Linked DNA regions of Ovis aries: region 2 is linked to region 1. The links are chromatin contacts, called in public Hi-C maps. All regions are on one chromosome and are shown on one strand. Each heading gives the region's core, a stretch centred on a gene start, on an enhancer-like site or on the middle of the called end of the contact. The rest is flanking DNA. Distances are from core to core; before and after follow the strand shown.

Evidence for each region. A called contact is a pair of places that touch in the nucleus more often than the background predicts.
Region 2: a contact with region 1 is called in a Hi-C map of muscle, with 4 times the contacts expected there. The contact joins the promoter of PRMT1 here to the promoter of FLT3LG in region 1. A contact is called at or near these places in 3 of 16 Hi-C or Micro-C datasets (blood and muscle).

The regions. Positions count from the first base shown.
Region 1 is chr14:55,662,490-55,666,881 of ARS-UI_Ramb_v3.0, reverse strand. It overlaps FLT3LG (fms related receptor tyrosine kinase 3 ligand), which reads right to left and starts at 1,609. Exons shown (of 7, transcript NM_001078660.1): 1 at 1,577-1,609; 2 at 431-544. The coding sequence starts at 1,609.
Region 2 is chr14:55,808,746-55,813,102 of ARS-UI_Ramb_v3.0, reverse strand. PRMT1 (protein arginine methyltransferase 1) reads right to left here and starts at 1,629. Exons shown (of 10, transcript XM_027978635.3): 1 at 1,548-1,629. The coding sequence starts at 1,583.

The DNA of each region.
Region 1 (4,392 bases), core at 360-2,859:
GAGGGAGAGGGGACCTAGAGGGGGCGGGGACCCAGAAAGAGGGGGCAGAGACCCAGAGAGAGGGGGCGGGGACCCAGAGTGAGGGGGCGGGACAGAGAAGAGGGGCGGAGACCCAGAGAGAAGGGGGTGGGGACCCAGGGAGAGGGGGCGGGGACCCAGAGAGAGCGGGCGGGGACCCAGAGAGAAGGGGGCAGGGACCCAGAGTGAGGGGGCGGGGACCCAGAGAGAAGGGGGCAGAGACCCAGGGTGGGGAGATGGGGACCCAGAGAAAGGGGGACAGAGACCCATAGCGAAGGGGGCAAGGATGGGGGGACGGACGACGGAAGGGAACCCAGAGGGAGGAGGCAGGGGGGCCACAGAAACTCTTGACAGGGGGAAGTCAGACCCAGAGACAGCACCTCAGGCTCGGGTTGGGAACAGGGACGCTCACCAGCTTGCCGATCTTGATGGCAAAGGTGGAGGAGATGGGGCTGTGGCGGAAGGAGCAGTCGGGGGTCCCTTGGAGGCCAGGGCTGAGCAGTAACAGCAGCAGCAGAAGGGAGGTCTGCAGGCGGGGTAGGGCGGGGGCTCCATGGACTCCACACACGCCCCCCTCCGTCGTGGAGGCTGCCCCCGGCAGCCCCCTGTTCTCTCTTCCCTCTTTCCCCTTTCCAGCTTTCCCACTTCTCAGCTCCTCCGCTTGGCTCCTGTGTGCCCACTTCCGACCATCTTTCCCTGTATCTCTCTGCCTCTGGGCACGTGCTAACCAGTTTTCGCCCTCCTCTGCCAGCTCTGTCTCACCTCCCATCTCCGCACCTCAGCCCATCTCTCTCCACTTCTGCTCACCTCTGCCCAGGATTTTCTCGTCTTTGCCCATTCCTCTGTCTTTTCATGCTCATCTCTCCTGTTTTTCCCTAGATCTGAGTCCTATCTTCCCCGTTTGCTCCCACCTCCCTGTTTCTTTCCCCAACCCCTGTCCATCTCGCTTACCTCTGTCCACGTCCCCCTACCTGTGTCAATTTCCCCTACTCATGTCCATCTCCTCATCTCCCCCACCCCTGTCCATCTCCCCACCATGTCCATCTCCCCACCCCTGTCCATCTCCCCCACCACTGTCCATCTCCCCCACCACTGTCCATCTCCCCCACCTCTGTCCGTCTCCCCACCTCTGTCCGTCTCCCCCACCTCTGTCCGTCTTCCTCATCTCTGTCCGTTTCCCCAACCCTGTCCGTCTCCCCCACCTCTGTCCGTTTCCCCCACCTCTGTCCGTCTCCCCACCCCTGTCCGTCTCCCCACCCTGTCCGTCTCCACCACCCCTGTCCATCTCCCCCACCCTGTCCATCTCCCCCACTTCTGTCCGTCTCCCCCACCCCTGTCCATCTCCCCACCCCTGTCCATTTCCCCTACCTCTCACCTCTGTCCATCTGCTCACTTCTGACCACCCCAGCTCTGTCCATCTCCCTCCGAATTCTGTCCATCTCCTCCCACCTCTGTTCATCTCCCCACTCGTGTCTACCCCAACTCTGTCCACCTCCCCTCTCAGCTCTGCCCATCTTGACACTGCCATTCCCCCACCTTAACCCCTAGGGATACGCACAGTTGGGCTCCAGGCTGGCGCCAGCACTATCATTTCTGCCGGGGGCCCTTCATGCCTGTGGCCGGATCTTGGAAGGGACAGAAGAGCGAGTCTCGGACCCCCACACCCCAGCCCCTTCCTTGCCCGCCCCTTCACCTCCCCGCCCCTCCCTCGGTCCTTTGATGTGGCTAAGTTTCCGCCTCCTACTCTATAGGGCTTCCTGCGTGAAGCACAGTTACAGTGAAAACTCCTCATCTCCCCTTCTAAGAACCCCGACGTCCGGTGCCCGCAACTCTGCGCAGGCCAGGGACCCAGGAACCCGACCCCCCGCCGTCTGCGCTCAGCCCCAGGAGGGGGACCCCGGCCCCGCCCTTCGGGGACCCGGAGTCCATTTCTCCTCACGCACCAGGCTTGCCCCAGCTGGGTGTGGAAGGGGCCACGCCGGGTGACAGCCAGAGATCGAAAGTGAAAGGAAATTTTGGGGGGAGAGTGAGCTGGGGTGGATCAGGCTGGTGCACGGGGCGCCACCTGGTGGTGACAGGTGGCAGAAGTCGCCTCAGTGGGCGCTTTAGCGGGACTTAGGCTCAAGGGGTCTGACCTTGGGTTGGTAGCCCGAGTGGGACACAGTGAATGTGGCTCGGGGGCTCCAACGGGAAACTGTCTCCGGCTAGAATTAACGCAGGTCGGGCAAGGAGGAGGTCACCCTGAGCCCTTCACCTTTGCCTTGAAACCCCACCCCCACTCTCCAACCCCCGTCTGCTTCCACAGGGAGTGACAGCTCCATCCTTCCAGATGTTCGGGCCCAAAGCCTTGGAGGGGACCTGAGACTCCGTCTGCCTCTCACTGCCCACTGACAGTCCAGTCCATCAGCAAGTTTGTTGGCTGATCATCAAAGTGTGTTCAGAATCCCACCCATCTCACCCCTGCCACTGCCACCACCACCCACCTGGAAATCATGGTTTCTACTCACCCTACCAGCCTCCCTGCTTCTGTCCTCACTTGCTAGTCTGTTCTCCATGTGCAGCCTGAGGGAGCCTGCGAAGACCCAAGTCCCCTCACCTCCCTCCTCTGCTCCACGCTTCCCCCTTACCCGCGCACCTGCCACACAAGTCCAAGTCCTCACTGTGGCCGAGACAGACCTGGCCTCTCCTCCTGCCTCTCTCCACTCCGGCCACACAGGCCTGAGGCGGGCACATTTCTGCCCCAGGGCCTTTGCACTGGCTGTTCCCTCAGTCGGGAATGCCCTTCCCCCAGATACCCACATGGCTCAACCTGATCTCATTCAGGTCTTTGCTCAAATACACAAGGCAAAGGCTGCAACTACTGAACCCGCCTGCCTCAACTGCTGAAGCCTGTGTGCCAGGAGCTCATGCTCTGCAACAAGAGAAGCCACCGCAATGAGAAGCCCGCGCACGGCAATGAAAAGGAACCCCCGTTCGCCTCAAGTAGAGAAAGCCAGAGCATGGCAGTGAAGACCCAGGGCAACTCCGCAAAAATTTTTTAAAAAATACATAAGGCGAAGCCTTCCCCAACCAACCTTTTTCAAGTTGCAACCACTTCCCAGCACTCCCACTCATCTGAGCTTTGTTTTTTCCCTTGTCACTTATCACCTTCTGACACACCACTGCAGTTTATCTTCTTTATTGTCAGTTGTCCCCATTAGGAGTGCAACTCCAGGAGGGCCACAGTATCTGTTTATCCTGCTGGATCTCCAGCACCTAGAACCATGACTGGCTCACAGAAGGTGCTCCATCAATATCTGTTAAATGAATGAACAAATATGCATTGTTGTCATATACTGGATAGGGCACCTGCTCTTGGGCTCTGTTTCTTGGGTGACAACCTCTAACTCCCTGGAACTTCCAGATAGGCGTGTCTTTGTTATTAAGACGGGCTCCCTGACCACATCTGAGTTTACCCTAATGAGGTGACTCAGGATGGGGGCTGGGCAGCACCAGAAAGACCAGTCACATGACTAGAGGGCTGGAACTTCTCACTTCCAATCTCCAACCTCTCACCTTCAACTTCCAGGGAAGGAGGCAAGAAATTGAGTTCAAATTCTGTCTCCAACTTCACATGGCTTTTCGCTCTTCTCCCTGTCCTCTCCTCTTTTGTCGCTCTTTTTAAATTGTATATTTCTGGTTGCACTGGGTGTTCACTGCTGCACAGGCGTTTCTCTAGCTGCAGAGAGCGGAGGCTACTCTTTAGCTGCCGTGTGTGGGCTGCTCACTGTGGTGGCTTCTCGTTGCGGAGCTCAGGCTCTAGGGCACTTGGGCTTCAGTATTGTGGCACCCGGACTCAGCAGTTGTGGCTTCCGGGCTCCAGAGCACAGGCTCAATAGTTGTGGCGCACGGGATTTGTTGCTCCATGGCACGTAAGACCTTCCTGGACCAGGGATCGAACCTGTGTCCCCTTGGCAGGCGGATTCTTTACCATTGAGCCACCAGGGAAGTCCTCCTCTTTTGTCTCTTATTAAAAAAAAAACTTGTATTTAGATGCAGGGTCTACTTGGATAACCCAGGATATCTTATCTTGAGATCCTTAACTTACTGCCATCTTCATGGATTATTTTCCAAGTAAGATCACATTCAACTCCGGGAGCTGGTAAGGGACAGGGAGGCCCGGTGTGCTGCGATTCATGGGGTCGCAGAGTTGGACACGACAGAGTGACTGAACTGAACTAAACTGAACATCACATTCATAGGTTCCGTGGATGAGGAAGTATTTTGGAGGGGCCACCACTGAAGCCACTAGTTCCCTCAAAGCTGTTTCTCACCTCTGGGCCTTTGCGCATGCGGTTTCCTCCGCCAGGGATGCTCCCTGCCCGCCCCTCACCA
Region 2 (4,357 bases), core at 380-2,879, 150 kb before region 1:
AGACCCTGGACCCCCAAGCCCATCTACTCCCCGTTCGAACCACCATCTCAGGCCCAGAAACTCCCCAGGGGAGGGGCCGAGTCCTGGATCCACCTCTGAGGAAGATATTTCCTCCAGCCAAGAAGGCCTTCGTCTAGCAGAGAGCCAAGGGGGAGTCACTGGAGTGACCCCTGGGGCTGCCCCCCAAGGTATGCATCTTGGAACCTCACCTCCCATTCCTGAGACTGCTACAAGCTAAGAGGTGAGAGTACGGAGGGCCCAACAGATTACAGCTCTTCCAGATGCAAGCACTCTCCAGGCGCCAAGAAGCGTGAAATCACAGACATAACCCCTGGGCTCCAAGCCCCACCTCCATCCTCCCCAAACCAGTGAATGACGCGGATACGGAAAGACGGCGGGTGAGGGGACTTCCCCTGAGGGCCCATTTCTCTACACCACCGACATCACCGCCAGACATGCCCCCAGAGCGCTTGAGACACAGCATCATGGCAAGCCCCACATAACTGCAAGAGAATCACACCTCACGGGACACCATTTCACGCAAGCAGGTTCAGGACCCTCAAACACGGGTTCAGGGAGGAGGTGGTCAACTCCCATCTTCACAAATACCCCAGGGAGAGGAAGGGCCAGAAGGAGGTAAATCCGCTGCCTCCACTACCTCACAGCCCTTCCCAGGACAGATTCTCTCTCCCCTCGCCCGGGAGGGCTTCGACAGGGAGGGGGGCTTGGAGACACGCCCCATGAAAAAGATGTCCCTCCCACACACCCAGAAATGGCCACAAGGGGGTGCACAGCGCCTAATCGGGAAAGATCTTCCGCTCGATGCCCCCCCATAGACCAGAGGGAGGTCACAGGGGCATGCCCCATCCCCCCAGCTCCCAAAGAGGGGGAGAATCCAGAGACAGGAAACTGGAGGGTAGGAGGGGTCCCAGAGGGAACCAATTCTTCGTCTTCCTCCAATCCCAACGCAAGAGCGCACGAAACCTGGACCGATGCCTAAGCAGATGCCCTGGTCCCAGGAAAGGGTTTGTTAAGGGTCGAGGCACACTGCCCCTCCCAAGAGCCTCATTACTGCACGGAGGTCCCCACCCCGAGGTGCCCGTCACGATCCCCGGGGAGGAGGGTAGGGGGCCTCGGAGGGAGGGTCGGAGCCTCCTCTCCGCCCCCCCCCGGGGCGCCCCTCCCCTGGCCGGGGGCGGGGCCTTTGTCCCGCACGTGGAACCCGCCGGGCAAGCGGGCACGGCACACCCCCTCCCCACCCACCGTGCCACGGCCACGTGGGGGCCAGGCCGGAAGCGCCCCCAGCCCTCCTCCACGTGGGAGGGGGCAGTAGGCCCTCGGCTCGGCGTGGCGCCTCAGGCCCCCGAAAGCTAGGGAACCCGCAGTTCAAACGGTATCCTCGGATACGGAGCACGCGGCGCCCCCCTCCGTACGGCCAGGGGCCTTCAACCCCAATCCGGCGACTCAGAGCCCCTTCCCCACGGCGGAGGCGTAAAACACCGACTTCCAAACCGCCCCCCGCCCCCGGTGGCGCTCCTGGCGCTCACCTCCATGATGCAGTTCGCGGCTTCGGCTGCCGCCATCTTCACCCGCGTCTACTCCTCCTCCGGCCGCCGAGACCCCCCCCCTTTCTCCGCACTCCCCCGGGACCGCCTTATACCGGAGGGTCTACGGCCCGCCCACCGCGACCCCGCCAGGAGATCTCATTGGTAGAGGAGGTGACCCGTCTGGAAATACCATTTAGCCATTGGGCGAAGGAGACACCCATCAAAGCTGAGGTGCCCGCCTACTCTGGCGTGCCGAACCCCGCCCCCTTAAGTCGACGGGGATGGGAAAGACTGCCCGTCTATCGCAAGAAGCGCGACTGACGATTGGGCAGAATCTACTGGGAGTTCCCGCCCCTTCTCCCGTACCGCCTCAAAGCTTCCCGGCGGACCCTGCGCTAAGCGGACATCTTGAAATAGAACTATCACCAAAAGTACCCGCCTCTTAATAGCTGCTATTGGTTTATTAGCAATGTGACGTCATGAGGCTTTCGGCCTGCCTCCGCCAAGCTGCTGGCCTCAAGGAGAACGTGACGATTGGCCCACGAAAAAGGAAAGCAGGCTTTAGGCTCCAGAGATTGGCTCAAACAAACTGTCACTCACCGTTCACTCTGTGGCTTCTCCCAGCTTGTAGGGAATCCAACGGGAAATAAGGGAGCTTGTGCCCATTTTCCTGATGGAAAACTGAAGCAGTGAGAGGCTCAAAGAGGTCTTATCCGTGATCCTGAATCAAGTCAGAAATGGGACTCAGGCGTCGAGGTGTTTAATCTTTAGCCCTCTACTTAATTGTTACAAGTTTTTAAAACCCAGTGACCCCACTCAAGCACTTGGCCTTTGCCAAGTCCTACCCATGCTGGAACACCCACCCCCTTCGTCTGGCCTTCATGAGTCAGTCCCGGCATAACTCAGTCGCCACCTCCTCCAGGTAGCTTCCCTCGACCTGTAGAAAAAGTTACTTGTTGAATGAAGGTAACTGCTACTTGGGGAATGTATCCCATCACCCTAGAAAGTTCCTTCACGACCCTTTCAACACCGCCCTCCCACCCAACCCCAGAAGCAATCACTGTTTCGTTACTATAGTGTATCTTTTCAGCTGCTAAATTTTCCAATAAAAGTATGTGCTCTTTTGTGCCTGTCTTGTTTTTCTCAGCATAATGTTTTCAAGATTCGTTCATGTCTCATATAACGATTGTCCAGCCCTTTTTATTGCTGAGGAGTATTCCATTGTATTGCTGGATCACATTTTCCTCTTGGTGGACATGTGGGTGGTTTCCAGATTAGGGCTGTTATGAATAAAGAGGCCATAAACCATCGTGTCCCAACCTTTCTGTAGATGTACACTTTCAGTTCTCTTGGGTCAAGCTAGGAGGACATGCTTGCGCGTCCTATGCTAGGTGTATGTTTAACTTGATAAGAAACTGCCCCAAAGTTTCCTATGGTATTCTACCAATTTGCATTTCCATCAGTGATGCGTGAGAGTTCTAGGTGCTCCACATCCCCTCCAGCACTTAATAAAATCAGTCTATAATTTTAACGACTCTCCTGTGTAGGAAGAGATTATCTCCTGGTTGTGACTTGCATTATTGCCCTGACCGCCAATGTTGTTCAGCACCTTTTCGTGTTTTCGTGTGCTTATCGGCAATTTGCATGTTTTCTTTCTTTAAAATAAAAATTTTTTTTTTTTTTTAAATTTGGCTGCTTCGGGTTTTAGTTATTGTGCACAGGTTCCAGAGCATGTGGGCTCAGTAGTTGCTGCAAGATTCCCAACCAGGGATGGAACTCACACCTCCTGCAGTGGAAGGCGGGTCCTTAACCACTCCACCACCTGGGAAGTTCCCCTATTTGTATATTTTCTTTTGTCAAGTGTCTGCTCAATTCTTTTGTGTATTTTTGCAAACAGAGTTGTTTTCTTATTCACCAATTGTAAACGTTCTTTATAGCGTCTAGATACAGGTCTCTTTTAGGTATACTGACTTTACATTTTTCTCCCAATCTGTGACCTGTCTTTTCCTTTTCTTAATGTTGTCTGTTGAAAAGCAGAGACTTTATCTGAACCCACATCTTGACCCTTACATTGTATGTTGTGTGGAATTTTTTTTTTCTTTTCTATTTCTCCAAATGTTTCAGCAGGGTTTTTGTGTCTTATCTTTTTTTTCCTTCTGAATTCCAATTAACCCAATCAATTACTTTTGCTCTTGTGTTGCTATAAAGAAGGAAAAATTATAACACATTCTCTCTACAACATTAGGGAATAAACTAATGTCACTGGGTATAGAGTACAGGGGCTTTCCTGGTGGCTCAGATGGTAAAGGGTCTCCTTGTAATGCAGGAGACCCAGGGTTTGATCCCTGGATAGGGAAGATCCCCTAGAGAAGGGAATGGCAACCCACTCCAGTATTCTTGTCTGGGGAATTCCATAACAGAGGAGCCTGGCAGGGTACAGTCCATAGGGTCGCAAAGAGTCGGATACGACTGAGCAAATTCCACACCACAGAGAGTACAGGGGGGTGGTCTGGGCTGGAAGCAAAACTGGGGGAGCCATCAAGTGTCAGATTCTTCATTCTCCAAGATGGCAGCCACATGGGACTACTGAGTAATGGCCCATGACAAGTGTCAGCTGAGATATGCTATGGCTGTAAAAATGCACACCAGATTCTGAAGACTTTATGTAAAAAAAGAATCTGTAATACTTCATTTGCATTTTTAATATTGATTACATGCTGAAATGATTCTATTTTGGATAAATGTGGTAAATAAAAATTATGGTTAAAATTAATTTAACTTTTTTACTTCGCTTTCATGGGGCTACTGTT